Regions from separate parts of the Mus musculus genome. Here regions 2, 3 and 4 are each linked to region 1. The links are chromatin contacts, called in public HiChIP or PLAC-seq and promoter capture Hi-C maps. All regions are on one chromosome and are shown on one strand. The core of a region is the stretch at or near the end of the contact, and the rest is flanking DNA. Distances in the headings are between cores, read along the strand shown.

Region 1 (3,511 bases), core at 615-3,114:
CCTATACAGGCAGGACTGCACACACACACACACACACACACACACACACACACACCCCAGCACTTCCTCAGTTCACTCAGTCATGTAACTTTGCCTCGGCATCTGATTTGGGGGAATTTGAGTTTGGTCAGCTTCAAGTTCATTCCATAGAACTGCAATAACCAGATTAAAACACACTAAGTGGGGGTTTCTGGAGGGTCTTCAGTAACCTATAAAAGTCTTGCTGCTTTCTGAAGATCACAGGAATATTTATTTAGTCAAATAACCAATATGCAATAGTTATTTATACCAGCTGCTGTCATTTGTCCCTACATGATATGGCATACCAATCACAAATTGTCATTTTTAGATATAGCCTCCAAAGACCAGGCTGCTGTGCAGAACTTTCCTGGTTTTAACTCTGTGTCTTTAGAACCTCTGCATCATTCATGTAAAACACTGATTTCTGGTTGTTTTAGTAAGAGAACTCCTTATTCTTTGCCAAATGGAATTGTGAACAAGAAGCCAACATAGGAAAAAAAAATAGAGAAGATCAATCCGGATGGAGAAAGCTATGATAGGTTTCTGACAGTAGTCAGACTAGAAGGAGGATTCACCATTAGGGGCCGATATATTTATTGCATGGATTACTGCTGATATTCAGTGAAGTTGTAATGAGAGCTAATGGACTGCTTGTAATTTTGTATGTGTACTATTTTCTCCCTTAATTCCTTTTCTTTTCTCTTTCATTTCTCTTCCTGAAGCCCACAGAATCCAACTCTGTTGACAACCCTAAGCCATCTTTTTGATTAACTGGGTGGAAGACACTAGACTTGTTGGCTTGGCCATATGCAAAGAGCACTAACAAGCTGCACTTCGGTTACAGAAAACCTACATGGCATCCAAGGCTGCGAGTAAAGGCCTCCAACAGCCAGGCAGAGGCAGGGGATGCTACTAGGCAAACAATCTAATAGGGTTAGCAAAGGGCAAGAGAAATACGCGCCATGGATAAAAATGGTAAAACCATACAGTTAGTCTTTAGCAGGAAGCTTAAAAAAATAAAATATAATAAAATCAGAGTTGGCATTTGTCTGTTTTTGTTTTTTGTTTTTTAAAGTCGGGGTGGAGTCAGTTGCTTTGAGTCTGAGGCAGTCAAACCGGAGCTGGAGAAAGAGCAGAACTGTTAACAGAAAAGAGCCAAGCAATGTAGTTGACATTATGCCCAAAGTACAGAATAGAGTTCATGATATCAGGGTCCATGGGTCACGGGGCGTTAGCTCCGAGGACTTTTGGCATGAGCTGGCACCACACTGTTGAGTAAACCTGTCGACTGTGTTCCAAGGTAACGTCTCAGTCTTAAGTCACAGGAAGTAGTCGATTTTCTGGTGTTCCTTAAGACCCTACACACTTACCCTTCTTCAAGCATGACAAAAGTACTTCCAAGAGTTCCTCTGGAAATGCAGTGAATGACATTGTTAAAGAGTCCCAGAGGGAACAAATTGGAGGGATTGGTTTCCTATGCTGTTAACGCACCTCCTGAACGCTCAGAAACCCTTTAAGTAAACACCATTACTAGTTCATTTGTGACTGATAAGGAAACAGCATAAAAGGAACTAAATGGCTCTTCAAATCTAATAGAATGTGGCTGCCTGTCACCTACTTAAACAAAACATTTGTCAGAATCACCTGTGTACTGCAAAGTATTCCTAGCTTGGCTTCGAAGTATGTGCCACCCAAACTTTCTAAAAGAACTTGGGCCTGGAAAGTCAGGACTGTGTTGTGCTGTTCTCTCCCGGTCTTCCTTCTGGAAGAGGAAGAAATCCTGATTTCCAAATCTATTAGGGAGCCCCCACTTACCCGCTACCAGGACTGCAACCGGGCGGACCAGGAAGTAAGCTGAGTGAGTTTCAGTTCCCTGGTCTGCAAAGGAAGAGCTCTTATTGGCTGTTCAAGTTGCTCCGCCCCTTATGCTTAGTTTTTTTTTAAACCATCTCAAGGATCTCTGGGAAATGTAGTTGTAGGGCTTCACTTAACCCTGGTGAACTCTTTCTCTAGTCCGTTCTTTGCGTGAGATATCATGATATTTTTGCATTTCTCGTGATAGGTTTGCATTTCACAGAGTTTATGATCTCTGGGAGCCTGTGAGAGGTCAGAGCTTGAAATAGGCTCTTGCAAAGCAGATCAAGGACGTAGAGGAGGAAGCGGTTACCACATGTCACCCACATTCCTAATGTATGCCTTTCCTTCCACTAAGTTTTGTTTTCCCCCTTATTTCTTTTTCATTTCTCATCTTCAGGTCCTTTTACTGCTCTATCCAAAGACACTGTGGAATGTGTATGACGTGTGTCCGGATATGGGTTGCAAAAAAACGACAACTGTCCTATGTATTTCTGTTTTCGATTTATACTAATGATTCTTGTAGATAATGCTTGCTGTTTCTTAGCTATTTCCCTGTACACTATAATTTAAAGACTCCTTGGCACACACTGTTCTTATATTCTGGGTTGTCAAAATAGATTCCTAAATTTATGCTTGGTGGCATGTAGTCGGGTGTGGCTCAGGTGAGGAGAAGTGAGTTATAGAACTATATCCCCAGTTTCTATCTGCTCAGTTGGGTCACTGTGACGCATGCACAGCAATACCTCTCTGCATGGTTCTGAGGGATTTTGCTTCCTTTGTTAACAACAACCACTGGTTGGCAATCTGCTTGTATAGTTTTATACCTAAACTAGAACTTCCAAACTCTTACATTCCTACAACCAAAGCCCAATCAACAACAACAACAACAACAAAACAGCTACCCTGTGGCTGATACCCACAATCCTAGCACTTGAGAAGTGAAGGGAGACCATCAAGAACTCAAGGTCATCTTGGGCTACACAGCAAGTTCAACGCCAGCTTGGGCTACACGAGCCCATTTCCACAAACACAAGATAAAGCAAGCATCACTGTGGCAATGTAACCTATAGCTTTGGTAATATCTCAGCTCTTGCTTTTCCGTTTACCTTAATATGATCACTACCAGACGAGGACTGAGAGGAATACTGGCTATGCAGTGCAAACTAGAGGCCTGGCATTGGAATCTGCATGGAGAAGGGTATTCAAGAGGTCTCTGGGCTGGATTACTGGGCAATAATGGGTTTATTGAAAAAGTTATTAACAGCATTGGCATATAGACACAGAGACAACAGTAAGACAGGGCTCCAAGAATTGTTCGGGCTCAGCTCAATGGACAGACAGTTTGGTGGAGTCTCTGAAGAGACTAAGAGGATGGGCCAGAAGAGGGAGCCTCCTTTTATCCCTTGTGAGGATGGGGGAAGTTCATAGCAAGAGCCTGCAGCCAGGATCTCTGACTCCCAAGCAGGAATGTAGGTAGGGGCTGGGGATCGGGTTGTGTGACAGCAACTGTGCAAAAGCCAACACTTCCCTTGATGGTAACTGGCCCTGGGAATCCTGATAGCTCCGGACTCTCCGATGATAAGGAACCTGTCCAGCAGTACCCGTAGCTATGGAGAGAAGGCTGCTTCAAGTA
Region 2 (3,511 bases), core at 559-3,058, 2.8 Mb after region 1:
GCCAAGTGCCTGGGTTACACCACCACAGTGGATATGGTATTTTGTCGTTGTGGTTTTTCTGGGACACCTTCTTTAAGGAAAAGATTGGCTTCCTGTCACCACATTATCTCTAGATAGGCTTTCACAAGTGGTGTAAAAGGAGCCTAGAGCTGTAGTCTAAGCGCTCCTGTCTTTGGGCACTCACACTAGCGTTACACAGGCTTGGTTCTTAGCTCATCTGCTGGTTTAGGTCCAGGTCTTGACACCTAGGGAGCAGATAACTCCCTTGACTTAGAACCAATTTCTACCTGTGGAACTCAGCCCCCTAGAATGTTAAGCATAAACTCTACCCCTGAGCTGCCTTGCCAGGGCCTCAGCATACATGTGCCCCTCCCCCTAGCCTCTCTGAGCTTTGTTCTCAATCTGCAACACGGGAAATGCTGGCATCCCTCAGCTATTGCAGGATCTATATTGCACTAGTACCCTATGGTCCATGTGCAGAGATTTATTAAAAGATAGTTGCCAGGCTCAGTCAGCACAAGCCTGAGCGTATGAGGTTAACCCTCAGCAGCACAAAGCAGAAGGAAGCACAAACTCCCCTTGTGAACACACACTCACAGACAGACACTAAATGAGATAAAAAGAATAGAACTTTGAAAAAAGCTTCACTTATTAAAGTACGTGGGGGGCAAGATGGATGATCCAAGGCCTGAGGACTAGAGGTCAAGGCCGTCCTTAGGTTACGTATCCAGCTCAAAGGCCAGACTATAACTCGAGACCTGTCTTAAGGAAGATCGAAATCTAATACACAAAATTGTCCATTACATATAAATTGTCAGGTTACCTTAATATCATTTTCATATTTATGTCTCAAAAATATTATTAACATGAAAATTTAATTCCTAGTTTTATTAATCTGATTACAATAAATATTAGAAAGTGATTTTTTTAAAAACTCCAGGGTAGCCTAAAAAAAATCCAACTTACATCACTGATTTTGTTTTTATTATTTTATATTATTTGAAAATGTCATCCATCTATACAGTTTATCTTGACCATATTTTCCCCTCATTCCCCAACTATAACTCCCTCAAGCCCCATCATACCTATCTGTCTATCTCTCTGTCTCTCTAGCTTTCTGTGTCTCTGGCTCTGTGAGTGTAAGAAAAAGGATACATTAATAAATTTGAAGAATAAATTTAGTATGTAAAAATTAATTATTTATAATGGAATTCAAACTATTATAACTAAACTATATGATATGTGGACCAGTTTAAAGTGAAAATAAATGTAGTATTCATACTAGTATAAATAATAAGAAATAAGTGTCATTTTCAAAAAAAAAAGAAAGATCGAAATCCAGAATAAACTACAGGAAAGCAAGACCAAAAACTCAAATCAGTCTTTAAAACATATATACCACTTTTTTCCCCGGGTTCTGGATGAAGCCAAGCCAATGTGAGTAGCAAGATGCTACAACCCAGCGCACCCACAGCACTGGGCGCCTAGGAACCCACCGCTTGGTTGCCAAGGCGACGCCGGGTCCGCGCGGCTGCCCCGCCCCGTCACGCCGTCACGCGCTCGCGCGGCGCCCCGCCTCCAGCTGCGCTGCCGCGCGGACGACTGGCTGGCCGCGCGGGTCTCACTATTCTCACTCCATCCGCGCAGCCAATGACTGGCGCCGCTAGGGCTTCGTTGACTTGAGTCACACGCTGCCGGGCCTTAGCACGGACCAATCACTGCACGGCGAAGGCAGGGCGGGAGTGGGGCGGACCAATTACGACAGGCGAGCCGGGGCCCGGCCTCCGGGCCCTGCCCCTGAGCCGGCAGAGGTAGTGAGGAGGCCGCTGCACCTGCCAGGACTTGCGCTTAGACCGCTGTCTGTCGCGGGGACGCCAGGTAAGGCGCTCTCTAGCCTGATCCGGGTGGAGGGCGACTGAGACGGGGACCAGCAGGGTGGTGTCCGGCTGAGGCCGGTAAGGATGCGGTGGGAAGAACCTGGGTGGGCTGTGCGAGACTCCAGGCAAGGAGCCTAGGTTCTCAAGTGATGCAACTGGAATGACAACACTTCCTGCCCTTTAAAGAGTTTGCAATCACCTGGAGTCTGGTTCATTGACTTGAGTCTTAAAAACTTTTTACAAAAACACCATCACCAAGTGGGGGAGTAGGGTGTGTTCTGTGTTTGTGGATCTAGGAAGCTGTCCCAGAGGTATTGTAGGATGTGGCTCCATGTGAGAGAGGGGTGCATGGACGAGAGGTCTGGGCTTCACATTAGGAGAATTACCCGCGCTTGAACCATGAAGGTTTAAACTTATGTTTAAATGGATCCTGACCCTGTGCCTAAGGCTTCTCTAAGCTGCAGTGCCGAAAGAGGGGCTGGGATCGTCAGCCAGGAGTTAAGTTATCCTACGAATACATTTTTTTTTTCATCCTTTTTATTTTTTGAAATCCGAGGATCTAGTCTACCTGATTCAGATCGAATTTCCAGGCAAGCAGGCTGCTCAAAACTGAAAAGGCAGGATATTCATTTCAGCAAAGCCTGCTTTCCCCTCTCCTGTCTGATCACTTTATCTGACACTTTGTTTAAAACTACATGCCCTGTTTTCCTCTCCTCATTACGGAGCGTGAACTTGAGGTAACTGAACGCTGTCTCAGCATTGTGTGGAAGTTGGGAGACTTAGTCGAGGATGCCGAGTTAGAGACTAGAACAGCTCTTTTGGAGGTGATGAAGTTTCTCAAGTTAGGCATTAAAGCGTGTTTGCGATGGGCACCTGAGGCACTGTAGGATGCATTCAAGTTTGATCCAGGCCAGCAGCCTTTTGGGTAATCAGAATCTAAATCAGGATAAGAGTTACAGATGATGGGTATCAACCAGCATTCCATGAGACTAGGAAAAATGTCAAATGGAGAAATGTCAAATCTTGATGGTTGCTGAGTGTGTGGGCGAACACTGGTAATCTCAGCAGGGTATCAGGAGTTCAAGGTCGTCCTTAGTTTCATAGTTTTAAGCCCAACTTAAGACACAGATCTTGAGACACAGAGAGACAGGCAGAGAGAGAGAGAGAGAGAGAGAGAGAGAGAGAGAGAGAGAGAGAGAGAGAGAGAGAGAGAGAGGAGAGAGAGGAGAGAGAGAGAGAGACAGACAGACCTGGGGCACTTTGTGAAATTTTTTTTAAGAGTAAGTTGAGCATACGGATAGAAATAGAAAACGATGGGGAGTGAGAACATACCGCCAGTGTGAGCAGCCTTTTCAGGGGGCCTGGGTAAGCTGTACTCCTCCACTCCCCATCCGTGCAACTTTGTACTGTTATTCATTTATCCTAAGCCTCAGCTCATCATTTGAAAACCAAGGATCATAGAAGTTCCTCTATTTCACAGCGAGGCAAGGGTTTAGCTTAAAATGACAGCATATACTGGGTATGCAGAAGGTGCTCAATAATTGTTAGCTTATTTTAGATGCTGTGTGCCAGGTCTTATGTTCAGTGCTTAACATGATATTTATTGAGGTTTCCTGACAAATTATTATTATAGT
Region 3 (3,511 bases), core at 405-2,904, 2.6 Mb after region 1:
TCTCATCCGACTTTTGCTTTATAAAGCAGGAACTTTTCTTATGGCTCAGACAGATCCATCACGAATCCTAAGGAAGTATTATTAGTGATGGATCTGTCTGAGCCATAAGGAAGTCATCATGCAGGCCCTCCGCATGGCAAATCAGTAATGGCCTAACGATGCAGAGATATTAATCACGGCAAGGCATATTTTCTTTATTAAAACAAGTCACCACTGAGCACCCTTTCTTGGCCTCCTGAGTGCGGGGATTATAAGCACACACCAACACTTTTGCAATTATTTTATTTAAGTACTTATTGGCAGTGCTAGGGATGGAGCCTTGTGCTCCCTCAGGCAAGCACTCCGTTCGTGTGATGCTGGAGTGGCCCAGGGATCATGTCTTGGTCTTTTCTGTAGCTACATTACAGAGCTTATTTCAACTAGTCTTGTGACTGTACATACGATCTACATGGGTCAACTTCCAAATTTAAGTTCACTCCGGACGCTACTTCTCCTGAAGCCTAATCCATCGGAATTCTTACTGAGCACTTTATCATCTAGAATCTGACCACTTCTTTCAATCCCTCTGACTCCAGTTCAGCCATCTTTCTTTTGTATTTTGGCTAGACTAAACTTGCCTGCTCCCTTCCCTCCGCGAGTGTATCACTTATACAACTAACGGTAACCATTTGGCCAGTAATGGTCTAGTACTGCCTCAGTTACAGTAAGTAGAGAGTCTCAGACCTTGCCTTCCTTCAAGCCTGGAATCCTGGCTCTACCCCGAGGGTGCCTAGACAGTAAGTTTGGAGTGGAACTGAAGAATTCCCATCTCTAAGTTCCCAGGTGTTTCTTCCGCTAGCAGGCATTGGTGGAGAATTCGGAACCCTCCTGCCTTTTCTCAATGTGACAGGCATCTTGCTGACAGGGATCTTCACTGATTTTGCCTTAGCCCTGGACATTCACCCACCCCTTGAGTGGTTCAAGGTTCATGTTAATTCATCTTTGTTTAACTGATACCCCAAGAGGCCTTCCGGACCGTTCCTCATCAAACAGCACGCCCTATCTCACCGCCGTTTCTTCTTCTTCCCAGTGGACATCCTGGGCTCATTGTTTCTCTTATCACGTCCAGATGGGCAGCTAGCTAAGCTAAACGACCCACGTTTGCTCAGTCACGTCCCCAAGCTCAGCCTAGCAGGTGCTCAACTCAGTTGTCCAAGGACCAGATTAGGAACACCCAGGAAAGACGCCCGCTAGCTTCGGGCTTGGGACACTGGTCAGGCCGATCTATCTCGTCTTGCCTCGGTTTCCCCCTTCGGAAAGGCAGTGAATGGTCTGCCCTCCCCCGCATCCCCACGGGGGTGGGGGAGGCACTCGGACGCCAAGACAAGGATGTGAACACACCGGTGAATCAGAGCAAGCGGTGCACCGGAGAGCACCCCTTCCGCGCGAGCCCTCCCCGCCTCCGAGCTCCCAGCCTCGGCCCCGGGTCTACTCCCTCCCCCGCGGGCGCGCGCTCGCCCGTCCGCCCGCCGCCTCCTCCTCCAGACGCCGCGGAGGAAGGGGCGGCGCCGAGGGAGGGGTCCCTCCGCCGCGGGAGGCCGCAGCGCCCGCCCGTCACGGCGCCGGCGCCGGCCGGGAGAACCCGGAAGTGGCCGAGCAGCACGCTCGCCCGCTCGCCTGTCCCGCCGCCGCCGCCGCCGCCGTCGCCGCCCGGCACTCGGGGGAGCGCGGGAGCCGCGCCAGGCACACGAGCGCGCGGGGCCGACGGGCCATGGCCGCGGGGGCCGCCGCCGCAGGTGGTGGCGCGCGGTGAGGAGCGCTGCGCCCCCTCGGGGCGGATGGAACGGGGCTGGGCGGGCGGACAGTGCCGGCGTCCGCGGCTGGTATGGTGCTGGCGGCGGCGGTCGCTGCCTGCGTTCTGAAGCCCGCGAGGAGCCACAATGGAGACGCCGCCACTGCCTCCCGCGTGAGTGAGCGGGCGCCCGGGCGCGCGGCGGAGGGCTGTACGGTTGCGGAGGGCGCGCGGCGCTGCGGAGGACACGCCGCGATCGCGGGGGGTGGCGGGCGAGGGGAGGCGCGGGGCGTGACGGGGCGCGGCGCCCGCAGTCCGGGGGGCGACCGCGGGACCGGACTCTGCCAGGCCGGCCGGCCGTGGGTAGGGGCTTCTTAGTCCCGGGGCGAATTGAACGTTCGGGATGGAGCTGTGCGTGGGGCTTGGCGGGGTGTGCGCGCGCGGGGAGTGGTGGTGGTGGTGGTGGTGGGCTACGATCGCCCTGTCGGTACCCCACCTCCCCCCTCCCCGGAATGCATGGGCTGCTGCTGCCCATCTCGCCTACCCCTTGCTAGTAGGGAGCGAGAGGAAACTGGAAAGTACCAGACGCCTGGAGTCTAAAATGAATGCAATCTGAGGTTGCTTGCTTCTTGGAATTTCTAATAAAATTAATATCCAAGGAGCTTTTACATCACTCCAAATGAGCTGCGGCCGTTTTAGGGCATGTGATCTCCTACCTGGCACTGCAGAAAATCTTTTATCCAGAAATCAGAGCATCTCTCGTTCCCTTGGTACCCGGGGCACGTTGGTAGTGTTACCGACCTGTTAGGCACAGGTGTCTTTTTTCCTTGGTGCCCAAGTGCATTCAAGATCACCTGCAACAAAATTACTTTCTAGAAATAAGAGCTTTAAAGAAAAAAATCATGTGGAAGATGTTATTCTGTACAAGGATTTTTGTTTTTTGAAAAAGTGGCCTGTAAATCTTCGGGAGTTTGAACGTTTCGTCCTCCCCACCCCCACTCCCACCCCACGCCACCTTCATCAGTTTAACCTTTATGAAGGAGTACAGAGTCCTTTGGATCTGACTTTCAAACCGCAGACAAACCTCTCTCCAAAAAGGGTGAACCTTTTCATTCGATCTGATTCATGGAACCTTATCGGTTTTCAATGAGATTCGGCTAGCCAGTTTCCTTCTATCACCGTTGTCGTCACCAGCCTCTTGTGCCTATTTGGCAGGATTCCAGCTAAAATAAGGATATTTGGTTTGGGCTGAACATTTCTTTTTCTTGTTCTTTTTGTATTTTGTATTTTGAGTCCTTTTATGAGATCACATGGGATGATAGATCCACAGTTTCTGTATGTGCAGTGTTTTGAGCTTGAGTGGAACAGGTCGTGGGGATCTGAAGAGTGGGTGAGTCTTGGCTTGCCCCTTCTGGGCTCATAGAAATGATAGAAAAAGCAAGGGATCAGATGCTTTGCAGATGGTGGCAGCTTTGAGGCTCTGATCTGCTCACGCTCCCCAGAAGGTTGGGAAAGCTTCCTGAGCCCCCTGGGAAACATGTTAGCAGCCCCCCCACCCCCCACCTTGGAAGCAGAGTGAACTGGAGAGAACCAGGGGACCTTAGGATGAAGGTTCAGAAGAAAAAAAGATGGGTGTGGAAAACAGACCCTAGAGCAAGCCAAGGCATAGAAAATGGTTTAAGTCGGAAAACTGAATAAGATGAGCAGCTCTGTTCTTTTGCTATTGTTGCTTCGATTGTA
Region 4 (3,511 bases), core at 612-3,111, 2.5 Mb after region 1:
CTGTAAAAAAAAAAACAAAAAAACAAAAAACAAAAATCCATGTGGGAATATCTTTAAATATTTCCCCTCTCCCTCTCTTGGTCTGATGGTAGTCATACAACAAAAGGCCGTTTGTAGACGACAGATCTCAGGTAAGGAAACAGCAGCATATTCAAGTTGGGGTACATTCTGTGAAGGTGTGTCTCTGTGTTTCCAATTGCTAATTCTGGACCAGCAGAGAGCTAAATGCTGGCAGAATCCTGGTCTTGCCATTTCTACAGCCCATTACTGGGTTTCTATTTTGTAAATATTCATTCTCCCCATCTGATCTAGAATCGTATCTGATTGGCTGTAATAAGGAGAGGAGAGACAAGAGCTAGGCAGGAAGTGGAGGGTGGCTTTTCCAGGAGAGAAAGGGATTCTGGGAGAAGAAATCAGAGGTGAGGGATTCAGCCAGCAGACAAGGGGGTAAACAGGACCAGAGCTGAGCAGAGAGGTAGAGGTGGCCATATGGCATGACATAGTGCCAGGATTAGTCTGGTTAGGGCAGCTACAAGACTGCCCTCCATGAGAGGCCTAAGTATTAAGTTTCCAAGTAGTAGTTGCTTTCCCATTTTCTCAGTTGAAAAATAACTAGATTAGTCCTGCTGTTAGAAACATATTTCATCAAGAAAATGTAACTAGCTACATCATCCTAGCATTAAAATGGGTTGAGTCAGGGAAGATAGGCAAATCTGAGGCCAGGTTAGGCTATATAATGAGTACCAGGCCAGCTAGGGCTACATAGCAAGTCTTAAATAAACAAATAAATAAATAAATGACTGCAGGACCCAAACACACAAGAATCTAAGCCCTTACAGTTCTGGAACCTTGCTATTATTAATTATTATTATTATTATCATTATTATTATTATTATTTTGATGTACTTTTATACTAAGACCATGATAATGTTTTTATTAGTTATTAGCTCAGGTCACTGTGCTAAGATAATGTCAGCCTTGCATTTCTCAAGGGCAGGAATTGTATTATGCCACTGGACAAAACAGTTTGTTCTGGAAACAAACGCATGTTTCCTCCCAAAGTGTTTCCCCCGCCCCACACCCAATTTCAAATAAATCAGTGTCTTAATGAGCTTGCAAACTCAAGATTTTTGCAACTGTATTATTCTATAATGGCTACATCATGAACTGGGCAACCGAATACTTTTTTTTTTTAAAGCAACCAAGCACTGTTCCTATCATGCCTACATTCAAAACAGCACATGATAACTGTTATGCGCCAATCTGCGTTTCCGGGAGATGAGAGCTACAAGTCCGCCCGAGGGATGCTGGAGGTTAGAGTCACTCCAAGTTCCGGGTGCTCTCCGACCAACGCAGGAGGGCCCACAGAAGCCGGGTCACCCGGGCTTGCAAGCCCGCCTGTCAGTCTCTCCCAGGAAGGACAGATCAAGCCAGCTCGCATCACGTGAAGCTCCCATTTCCGGAACCAAAGACGCGCACTGCACGTGAGCCGCCGAGTGAAGGGTCCCGCACGCCCACCCTGCCGTGTCCCTCCGATCGTTCAGGAAGACGTTCCCGGGGTCCGCGGTCCCCGCCCGTCGCGTCACCCCGCACCCTGCGTCCCCGATGGTCGAGCCGCTGCGGCTCTGGTTAGCTCCTAGCCCGCAGTCTCCGCCCCCTGAGCCCAGCACAGGAAGCCGAATGGCGGGGACAGGGCTCGGCGCCTCACTCACGTCCTCCAGCCGGCCGGCCGCCGCCATGACCCGCCGTCGCGGGCCGATGCCCCGCCAGCCTGACCTCTCCACCAGCGCCCGGGCGCCGACGGCCCGGGACAGTCGCACCTACTAGGACCTGCGCGCCCCGCCTCGGACACACCCACTCTGCGCTCGCCCCGCCCCGGCCGCCGAAGGCCACGCCCCTCCACCTAGATCAGCCGATCAGCAGCCAGGGGCGTGGCCCCCCCTGCAGACTCCAGCTTTGAGCTGCAGTGTAGCCCAGGCGGTTGTTTTGGGGTTTCCCCTAAACTGTTGCTTCATCCATTTATCAGAGATTTGGAAATTAAAGGATGAATTTCTCGAGCAACCATTTAAACCAAGTAAACTACTTCTCTTTAGAATATTAACTTATTTCTGTTGGCGCAATTTTTGTTTGCAACAATATAGATAGCTCTGTTTGGAAAAAGACGCAGTAAAAATCGCAATTCCACCTGTAGAGGGACTTAATTAGAATAGATTCCAATTTCTATAACACGATTTACAGATGTCTCCACAGGAAATTTCTGTAGTTTTTTTTTTTTTTTAAGGTATTCTGTTTCTGTTTTCCCCTTCCCCATCTCTTCTTTTTCTGTCCTTTGATTATTTTTGGTTTCAGTTTTGTTTTTATGAGACAGGGTTTCTCTACATAGCGCTACGTGTTCCGGAACTCACTATGTAGACCAGACTGAACCCTCGGAGATTCGCCTGTCTTTGTTGCCTAGTGGAATGCTCGGATGAGCCGCCACACTTGACCCAAGATTAAGTCAGTTCTTCCACTATGTGAATCCTGGACTTGACAGCAAAAGCCATTCATTGCCCAGTCCTCATTTTTGTAAAAATTAAAACAAAGTCTCAAGTAGCTCACACTGACCTAGAAATTGATGTGCACTGAAACGGGCCTTCAGTTCCTGATCCACTTGCCTTCACACAGTGAAATCTGGCATCGCTAGTGTGCATCATCGCAACGGATGAGTTGTTTTGTTTTATATACAAAGTATTTTTAAAATGCTTTTATTTTATGCATTTCAGTGTTTTATTTGCATGTGTGGCTATGCACTGTGTGTGTGCCTATTGCCCAGGGAGGCCAGATGAGACACTGGAGTTAGACAGTGGTTCTGGGAATCAAACCCAGGTTTTTTTTGGAAGAGTGGTTAGTGCATTTAAGCACTGAGCCATCTCTGCAGGCCAAGTTTTAAACACACACACACACACACACACACACACACACACACACACACAGAATCCAACTGGGGAAGTGGGTGTGGTGGCACACACCTGTAGTCCCAGGTCTTAGAGGAGACAAGAGAATCGTGATATCAAAGCCAGGCTTTGCTTTATAGTGCGTTAGAGGCAAGCCTGGGTTACACGAGATATCTCATGAAGAATGAAGAGAGATTTGAGGAAGAGTCCTCAAGGTCTGTGGTTGAAGAGGAATTGGAAGGCAAAGATGTCATCAACGCCGAGCAGACTGGGCCCCAAGGACAGTGACTAGACTTGTCCATTGGAAAGAATGCCTGTCCTCGTGTCCTGGAACAGCTAGCTGAATCATGTTGGCTCCTTCCTCTCTACAACCAGCTTCTCCACAGACCCTGGGAAGGAACAGCCCTGAAATCCTCAAAGGACATTTCCTTATGTACTGCACACTTTTAACTGGCCTTTACTCTTTTAAATGAGCATTTACTGGCGTCTGTTAATTATATGTAATAACAGGTTTCATTATGGCATTCTCATACGTGTGTGTATAAGGTATTTTAGTTATATACAGCGCCCGTTGCCTT

The links. Promoter capture Hi-C pulls out the DNA fragments that hold promoters and counts their contacts. HiChIP or PLAC-seq counts read pairs in DNA pulled down with a chosen protein or histone mark.
Region 2: a contact with region 1 is called in an H3K27ac HiChIP or PLAC-seq map of bone marrow-derived dendritic cells, with 7 times the contacts expected there. The contact joins the promoter of Msmo1 here to the promoter of Nat2 in region 1. A contact is called at or near these places in 1 of 39 promoter capture datasets (pre-B cells), 1 of 484 Hi-C or Micro-C datasets (CD4 T cells) and 1 of 115 datasets of contacts at active chromatin or transcription factors (bone marrow-derived dendritic cells).
Region 3: a promoter capture Hi-C map of pre-B cells shows a contact between it and region 1, with 4 times the contacts expected there. The contact joins the promoter of Klhl2 here to the promoter of Nat2 in region 1. A contact is called at or near these places in 3 of 39 promoter capture datasets (cranial neural crest, liver and pre-B cells).
Region 4: an H3K27ac HiChIP or PLAC-seq map of regulatory T cells shows a contact between it and region 1, with 79 times the contacts expected there. The contact joins the promoter of Tmem192 here to the promoter of Nat2 in region 1. A contact is called at or near these places in 1 of 39 promoter capture datasets (pre-B cells), 3 of 115 datasets of contacts at active chromatin or transcription factors (astrocytes, memory CD8 T cells and regulatory T cells) and 1 of 9 other capture datasets (liver).

Annotation. Positions count from the first base shown.
Region 1 is chr8:67,493,228-67,496,738 of GRCm38.p6, reverse strand. Nat2 (N-acetyltransferase 2 (arylamine N-acetyltransferase)) reads right to left here and starts at 1,864. Exons shown (of 2, transcript NM_001168577.1): 1 at 1,837-1,864.
Region 2 is chr8:64,731,875-64,735,385 of GRCm38.p6, reverse strand. It overlaps Msmo1 (methylsterol monoxygenase 1), which reads left to right and starts at 1,808. Exons shown (of 6, transcript NM_025436.3): 1 at 1,808-1,878.
Region 3 is chr8:64,848,067-64,851,577 of GRCm38.p6, reverse strand. It overlaps Klhl2 (kelch-like 2, Mayven), which reads left to right and starts at 1,654. Exons shown (of 15, transcript NM_178633.3): 1 at 1,654-1,945. The coding sequence starts at 1,920.
Region 4 is chr8:64,945,535-64,949,045 of GRCm38.p6, reverse strand. It overlaps Tmem192 (transmembrane protein 192), which reads right to left and starts at 1,861. Exons shown (of 6, transcript NM_028427.3): 1 at 1,713-1,861. The coding sequence starts at 1,739.